3 separate regions of the Mus musculus genome follow, and all the other regions are linked to region 3. Evidence: chromatin contacts called from public Hi-C data. All regions are on one chromosome and are shown on one strand. Each heading gives the region's core, a stretch centred on a gene start, on an enhancer-like site or on the middle of the called end of the contact. The rest is flanking DNA. Distances are from core to core; before and after follow the strand shown. Region 1 has its middle 89 kb from the start of Gm51759. Region 2 has its middle 70 kb from the start of Gm51759. Region 3 overlaps Aig1 (androgen-induced 1).

Evidence for each region. A called contact is a pair of places that touch in the nucleus more often than the background predicts.
Region 1: a Hi-C map of uterus shows a contact between it and region 3, with 2.3 times the contacts expected there. The contact joins two enhancer-like sites. A contact is called at or near these places in 4 of 484 Hi-C or Micro-C datasets (embryonic fibroblasts, tail fibroblasts and uterus) and 2 of 115 datasets of contacts at active chromatin or transcription factors (T-cell acute lymphoblastic leukemia and fibro-adipogenic progenitors).
Region 2: a contact with region 3 is called in a Hi-C map of uterus, with 5 times the contacts expected there. The contact joins two enhancer-like sites. A contact is called at or near these places in 1 of 15 datasets of contacts at CTCF or cohesin (pro-B cells), 9 of 484 Hi-C or Micro-C datasets (adipose-derived mesenchymal stem cells, cortical neurons, embryonic fibroblasts and 2 more) and 2 of 115 datasets of contacts at active chromatin or transcription factors (T-cell acute lymphoblastic leukemia and fibro-adipogenic progenitors).

What each region holds. Positions count from the first base shown.
Region 1 is chr10:14,214,453-14,217,152 of GRCm38.p6, reverse strand. No RefSeq gene overlaps it. Among named protein-coding and RNA genes, the nearest start is that of Gm51759, 89 kb to the right of the region's middle. Within about 2 kb of position 1,427, at least 34 of the 459 cell types and tissues checked have an H3K27ac peak or open chromatin away from gene starts, as enhancers often do. A contact at or near this core is called in fibro-adipogenic progenitors and uterus, where this site is marked.
Region 2 is chr10:14,195,631-14,198,330 of GRCm38.p6, reverse strand. No RefSeq gene overlaps it. Among named protein-coding and RNA genes, the nearest start is that of Gm51759, 70 kb to the right of the region's middle. Within about 2 kb of position 1,375, at least 47 of the 459 cell types and tissues checked have an H3K27ac peak or open chromatin away from gene starts, as enhancers often do. A contact at or near this core is called in uterus, where this site is marked.
Region 3 is chr10:13,666,218-13,668,917 of GRCm38.p6, reverse strand. All of the region lies in intron 4 of Aig1 (androgen-induced 1), which reads left to right. Among named protein-coding and RNA genes, the nearest start is that of Pex3, 110 kb to the right of the region's middle. Within about 2 kb of position 1,292, at least 40 of the 459 cell types and tissues checked have an H3K27ac peak or open chromatin away from gene starts, as enhancers often do. A contact at or near this core is called in fibro-adipogenic progenitors and uterus, where this site is marked.

The DNA of each region.
Region 1 (2,700 bases), core at 178-2,677, 550 kb before region 3:
GAGAGTCGGCCCTGCAAAGGCAGAGCTAGCCAAATGCTCACAGACTCCTGAGCTAAGAAATAAAGTATACATTCATCTGCCTGAAATTCAGAAGTACCCATGAGACTGAGTCCTGGGAGAGATATATTGTAGGAAGAATCGATGTTGGTCCCTCCTGGGCCTCACACATAAAACACATTGAACAAACCTGTGCAAGCCCTACCCTTTTCCCTGGGCAACACAGCTGCCCAGGATTAGGGCACCTCCCTAAAGAGGAGGCAGGGGTTGGCAGGGCCACTAGACCTCTGAAGAAGGAATGGAAGAAACATGTGTGGAGGCTCTATGTGTGCTTCCTCTTTCCAGTGCAGCCTTCCTTATACAGCAGCTGAAGGGAGGTCGCTAATGGAAAACTGCACTCAGTTCCTACTTGCAGTCCTGTGAAGCAGTTGGCCCATGGTAATACTTGGGTACAACCTCTCCTGTGAGAAGAGAAAGCAGGGTTCCAGAAGCTGTTCTTCCTGGCCGCTGAGCAAGGGGTGCTCTCAGCCCTCTGAAGCCCGTAGGTCTGGGGGAGGGTTTCGCTGCTCATCGCCAGGCCTGGAAGGGATATTCTCAGATGCCTTCCCATAATGATCTCTCTCTTCCTCACATGGGGGCTGGGAGTGTGGAGGGACGAATCTTGGGCACTAACGTTAGATTTTGTTGACATGTGAAGCAATTTTGGCAAACCTAATGAGCCTTGTGGTTGTGATTTATATCTAGTCAGGGAGAGATGACATCTGGATGTCTGATTTATTCACTAGCAAAATGCTGGCTGAACCTAAAATAAGAAAATAGAGATTTATGTAACAGATTGCAGCGCCTTAATTTAAGAATGACTAGGAAACCAGCAGACACTCCCCAGCCCTGCTCTGCCCGGAATCACATGCTTCCAAGTGAATATCGCCTTTCTTAAGGGACAAAGTCACATGGAGAATAGGGGCACTATTTCTCCAAAGTCCAACACCGTACCTGAATCTTTTCAAGATGATGGGACTGTAATCCAGATAAATCTTGGCATTCAATTACACATTGGCTGCTTTTTTTTTCCCCTTTGCAAAGGGCTCTTGAAAAATCTAGCAGAGAGCTGCTCCCGTTTATTTTAATTCTACTTGGAAGTCCACAATCTGCTTCATAGTGGTCTCCTCGCCAAGAGAATCGGAAAACTCTTGGGACCTGAAGAGGAAGGATTCCTGTCCTGTCTACTAAGAAATGTTAAGTCAATGTCACAATTGTCACCTCTTCAGAGCCGTGAGGTTTGTTTGTTGTTTTGTACTGGACTATGTTCTTCTAAGCATCAAAATGCAACCTCTCGATTCTGGTCCTGATGGTTCTCTAGACTCCTGCCTGGCTTGCCACTTGCTCTTCTTGTCTTGCCTACACTGAGTCATGTTGCAGTTTCCCTTCTGGCTCCCAGCCTTACACTAACTCTGGAACACTCAGAGCTGATAGGCCAGCCCTGCTAGGGAGACAGAGGACTCCCTGGCCTGCATGAGACGTGCTCATCTCATTCTGACTCCTCCTTGCTGCCTGGCTCTCCTGTTCTCTGGCCCAACTCTCCTTCCTGTGATCTGACCAGGTTCTAGGCGAGGCAGTAGCATAGGAAGGATCCATTCATATCTCCATCTGTGTTCAGCAGGACAGAAAGGTAAGAGTCCCATCCCAGACCCACAATTCAGGGTGTGTTCATACCTACCCTTTTTCCTTTAGAGGAAACTAAAGCTCTTGCTATTCTTTCTTTCTTCCTTCAGGTTCCCTAAGAATGAAGAGATGGTATTAAAGAACCCTTCTTGAAGAAATCACCATTTGGCCCATCAGGTCTCCTTTGATGTCTATATTTGAAAGGTGGCATTGTTGTTAATACTCGGGGAATGCATTCCCCATCTCTAACTGAACTAGCCCTAGTGAAACCCCTAGGGCTCTTCCCTTGCTTCGGGGACACTTTACCTTCTATGGAGACCTCTAGCAAGAACCACAAAGACCATGATGGCGCCTATTCTTTTATGGCCTACACTCCAGTTAGTGCAGACCTTAGGGTGAATTGCAACCTACGTCGCCTCTTGACCCTCCTCTTGAGTTGAGGTCTTCATCCAGGAAAAGCCTGCTGTCTTGCTGATCTCCTTATTCCCTGGCATGGCCAGAGCCCTCTGTCCCTTCACGGAGAGCAGCCAAACCAGGATGAAGACCGTGCACTTGGTCTCACAGAGAAACAACTTTTGCTTCTCTTTCATGGGAAAGAAATTAACAAATTATTTTCTCCATACAGACCCTCAGTTTCAGCCCCTGTTCTTAAAGCAGAGATGGTATTTACAGCTAATGAAACCACAAGAAAGAGAACTCCTTTTGTAGGGAGCTGGCACCTTTTGGTTTCCTTTCTATAACCCACATGCTCCACAGATAAGGTGAAATGGATGTGTAGCCCCACAGACAGTCTAAAATGAAACAAGGGGCATTTCCTAGAAGCTGCAGGGGAAGCATGTTGGAGCATATGGAGCGGAGTAGACATGCACATCCCCACGCTCTCTGTGGAGAGGAGAACTGTGACTGTGTGTACCATGGGAAAGAAGATGACACCCTCCATCAGCAAGGCAGCTAATTTGGTCTTGAAAAGAGCAATGATTTGGGTACAAAGCAATCATGTTCAACTGCATAAGTTGGATTCTGTGTGCTGTGTTCCCGGTT
Region 2 (2,700 bases), core at 126-2,625, 530 kb before region 3:
GGAGTGCACTGACTAGTTCTGTGTCAACCTGACACAGCTGGAGTTATCACAGAGAAAGGAGCTTCAGTTGAGGAAATGCCTCCATGAGATCCAACTGTAAGGCATTTTCTCAATTAGTGATCAAGGGGGAAAGGCCCCTTGTGGGTAGGACCATCTCTGGGCTGGTAGTCTTGGGTTTTATAAGAGAGCAAGCTGAGCAAGCCAGGAGAAGAAGCCAGTAAAGAGCATCCCTCCATGGCTTCTGCATCAGCTCCTGCTTTCTGACCTGCTTGAGTTCCAGTCCTGACTTCCTTGGTGATGAACAGCAGTATGGAAGTGTAAGCAGAATAAATACTTTCCTCCCCCAAGTGCTTCTTGGTTATGATGTTTGTGCAGGAATAGAAACCCTGACTAAGACAAGGAGGACAGGAGCAAGGGAGATAGCTCAGTTGGGAAAGTGCTCACCTCGAAAACATGCAGATAGGACTTCTGTCCCCAGACCAATGTGAAAAGAACAGCATGATATATACTTGTGGTCACAGTACTGATGACAAGGCTCAGTAGGACAAGAAGCTGAGGCTCAGTAGACAGCCAGATTTAACTATTGTGCGTTCCAGTCCAGTGTTGGCCTACCACAAAATCAAGATGAGCTGCCCAGAAATAACACTAGAGGATGACCTCTGAATACAGAGGTGCGGCAGAGGAAGAGGGTGAGAGAGTGAGAAGGACAGAGAGACAGATAGACTGACTCAAAAAACGGGGCTATATGGAAGAGACAGAGAAAATGACCTGGGTTAGATGAACAGTTTGTAGAGCACCCTGAGTCTAAGTGTGGATTATGATACTGGTGTCATAAGCCACTGGAAGTTGGGCAGTCAATCCTATAGAGGGCGACAATTCAGTGAGGGATGCAGTCCTGATTACAGCAACAGAACTCTATCATAAAAAGTAATGTCTTTTGAAAGTCCCTTTGCAAGCAAGTACCGGAAATCCAGTCAAATAAGCCCAGTCGACGAATAGGAAATTATTGGAAAGAATATTGAGTCACCTTCAGAACCCAGCAGCATGAAGGATACCCAAATCTATGCAGATTCTATTTTACTTTATTTTTCTTTTTTTACTCCATATCCTGGCTTGTCTTGATTCTCTTAGCAAATGTCCTCTGTACCTCCAAACTCCATGCCTGACCCAGATACTAATGTCTACTCAACTTTCTTAAACCTAGTTATAAATTCCTAAGAGGAAGATAGTGCTCACCCGATGAGGGCCAAGGGCCCCTGATACAATCCATGGCCGTGGTGGTTGGGTGATGGCTGCTTACTTGGGGTTCCGTTTGTGGAGAAAGGAGTGGTTCTTGGAGGAATGTGGTATCATAGATTTGGCAGGAGCGCCAGAAGTTGGTTACATAAACCTACCAGAAGTCTGCTGGTATATTTTAATCCTGAAATCCTCCCAAGGTCAGTATAATGAGGAGATGTAAATAAATAGTATGGTTCTGAATAAGAGGACCAGTTTAAGAGACGCTAGAGCAGCGGTTCTCAGCCTGTGTGGGTCGTCATCTCTTTGAGGGTCAAATGACTGTTTCAAGGGACCATCAGAAAACACAAATATTTACCTTATCATCAATAACATAGCAAATTTACGGTTATAATGTAGCAACAAAAATAGTTTTATGGCTGAGGGTAACCACACAGGAGGGACTATTGAGAAACACTGCTCTAGAGTGTCAGCCATGGGGATGGTACCTGAGGAGATCACAACTGATGTGAAAGATCTCCCAGGACAGCCTGCACTGGGTAATGTCTGAGGAATCCAGCGATCCTTTGCGGGAGTGGCTGTTCGCAGCTTCCATAAATGCCGCACGAATGCAAGCGTGGGCTGCTTTCTTCAGAGAGAAGCTGGGCGTGGAGCTTAGGAGCAGCTAAGCAAGACCTGACAGTTCCAGAACCGCGGAAGGAAATGTCTGTGCTCAAGACATTCCCAGTATTATGAATCAATCCACCAAGTATTTACCAACCGGCCTGCTTTATGCTTGGTGATATTTTGATATTGTGTTTAGTCAGGGGTCTGAGACAAAAGGGCCACCCTGGACTATTGTAGAAAGCCCCCTTGGGTTGTACATGGAGGGGAACGCCAGGATACTTTCCCAGCCTCCTCCAGCAGCTGCCCTTCTAAAACCCAGAGAAGCGCGCAGTCCCTCCCCCACCATCCTGCCTGCCTGCCAGAGTTTCCAGATTTGTTCTGCTTTGCAGTTGCGTCAAAGCCACGCTAGATCCCAATCCTCACAGAAGGCATAAATTAACATTTTATTATGTGTACTTGTTAGGGTCTCTTAAAGTAGACATGCAAATTTGAGGCTCCAGTAATAAATTAGGGCATACCCAGATTAACCGAAAATAAACTGGGTTGCCCTGGCCAAGGCCTTGGAAAGCAGGGCCCTGCCAAGCAGCCAGAGGACAGAGACTCCCCTCAACTCCTGTTCCCCAGTTGTTGACCCTGGCCTCTGGTCATTTCCTTCTCTGTATGGTACCCTGGTCCTCTCTGTGCAGACGCTAGTGGCTTTCATGAGTCCTGATGGGTTTTCTTTTTAGAACAAGGGACAGTTTCCAGTAAGCCTGTTACAGGTCCCTGGCAAGCAATAGAGAGAAAGAGCAAAAGAAAAGTTTTGAGTTTCCATCACACATGGACCAGCTATTCTGAGGCTATACTTTGATTGGTTAT
Region 3 (2,700 bases), core at 43-2,542:
GGGTTTCTATCTCTGTGATAAAACACCATGACATCTTAAAAATAACTTGTAGAAGAAAGGCTTTAGTTTATATGTCTAAGACAAGAACTTAGAGGCAGGAGGTGAAGCAGAAGCTATGGAGGAGTGCTCCCTTTTGGCTTGCTCCCTGTGTCTTACTCAATAGCACCCAAGGGCAACACCACTCCCAATGAGGTGGGCCTTCCCATATCAATCACCAATTGAGAACACAGAGCACAGCCTTACCCACAGGCCAATTCAGTAGGGGCATTTCCTCAGTTGAGATTTCCTCTTAAAAGACTCTAACTTGTATCAAGTTGACATAAAACTAACCAAGACACTACCCAACTATAAGGTTAATTATTTTCTTCTTCTTCCTCCTCCTCCTCCTCCTCCTCCTCCTTCTCTTCTTTTCCCATCAGTTTTACTTTGTGATGCCCAGCTGTCCTAGGAATTGGGCTTACCCAATTCTTAGTAGGGTGTGTGATCACCCTACTAAGAGTCATATCACTAAAGAACACAATGTGTGTTTGCACAGCAACTGTCAAATGCCCAGAGTTCCTCAGCTCTGGGAATGCAGTATACTCTTTAAAAAATAAATATATGACAAAGGCTTGAAGCAAAAGCTGAAAGAATTAGATGTGACTTGGCTTGAGGGGCAGGGCCAGGTGTGATGAGGCAGCTAAGGGCTGCAATTCTTGAGGCAGGGTGTTGTGACTTCTTTAAACATAAAGCTTTTAGAGCTTTTGAACATTTAATTCAGAGTAACAAACAAACATTAAACTTTAGAAAGAACACATATCAATGTTCTAAGGCTGTCCTGAGCAGTGGTTCGAGTGTAGTGTGTCACTTCAGGGCCGTGTAGCTCTGAGTCTGGGACCGTCAGTTCTGGTCATGGGCCACATCTACACCATGAACTGCTGTGTTCCCATCTCTGACACCACTTAGGCCTGGTCCATGTATGTTGAGTGGAAAATGAATAAACAGAAGCAAAACTGTGATAATAGCAGAGATGTTTTCACACAGGGCACTACTTAAATCAGGAGCTCCAGAAGTGGCCAGAGAGATGTGGGATGGGACAGACAGTCGGGAAGACAATGAGGAATTGTTAGTTGTCCCAATGAAAAGCATTGCATGCCTTGGAGGGCCAGAATAGTAAGTGAAGTCACTTTCTGCAAAAGTGTGGAAAACTATGATATCTGCTGTGGAATTCAGGCAGTTCCTCCTCGCCTCCCAGTTTGAATGTGTGGCTTTCTCTCAGCAGCCAACTCCGATGATCACATGGATCGTAATGGTCCCTTGCTGAGTCCCCGCCTCCCTCCTGAAAGAACACATGTTCCCTCCGGTGTTCAATGTGTCAGCTTGATGTTTGGCACCTGTGTGCTTTGAGAAGTTCCAAGTGATTAAAGTTAAGGAAAACCAGCCATGAGTTTTATTGAGGGAAATTCAGATTGAATTCTCTCCAGGAAAACATCACCATAAAATCAGGTAGGTTGGAGAGAGTAGTTCTCAGTGGAAACGAATCACTTGCAACTGGTTTAGGCATGTGTCGGGAGATGTGCTAAAGGAAAACTCTCTGAAGTTGATTATTGGCCTGCCTTCGTGGATAAATCACTCAGAGATTTGTGATTTAGAACCAGGAAGAAAACACATTCCCTCATGACCTCATGACGGAATTCATTCCGAAAGGCTTGCACAATTTGCCTGTTCCCTAGGGATGGGTGGAGGGACTTGTAACCTTGAAAATATTCTTGTATGGAGTACAGGAAAATGTTATATACTTCCACATGAAGAGTAACACTGGAAAAGCTTTTGTTGCTGCTTATTTGATTTGCTCAGATATTTAAAAAAAAAAAACTTTAATGTCAGCTGATGATGCTAATAGCTAATTATCTGCCAGTTACATCACTAATTATGTACTTAGTCCTCTATCTCTGCTGTGTTCTCTGTTCTTGCTGTCAACTTCTACCTCATTCACATAGTTTAGATCATATTTTCAGCCAGTGTTGAAACTACCCTACTAACCTGGAAACGGGATCAAAAACATTCCCTAATGTTCAAGGTGATTCAAGAATAGATGAATGAACTAGAAGTTTTCCCAAAGTATTAAAGACTTAGCTACATACACAGGGCTATGTAACTTGTGAGACCCAAATGAAAGATATTAGGAGGGCCCTTTGTTAAAATAAATGATTAACAATTAAAAAATGGTGACTGTGGATCATTAATTCAAGTCTAGGACCCTTCAGAGCCCTGAGTACAGTGTGACACGTGGCACACACACCCAGAAAGCCTACTCGGGATCTGTGGGACTAGCTTCACTGAAAATAACTAAGAAATCTCTAGTGAATAATAAATTATGACTATGTCTTAAGATATGACCACCTAATGTATAACATTACATTAGGCTTCAGCAGTTCTATTTGTAAGCTAAATTGTATTTCAACATAACTCTGCATGGTGTTTGCAAACAGATGCATTTTCTAGCACTGCTAATACCTAGAATTAGAAAACGTTTGAGCCCATTTTCCATGTAAGCAAGAATCTTTTCAGAATCTGAGTCTCTGCTACCTATTCAATAGCAAGTCTAGGCAAACTCACCACATCACGATCTCATAACTACACCTACGTACCCACTATTGTTTACCCCACAAGTGGAGACTCATGGGCTAAACAAATGACTGAGTCCATGAACAACCACCA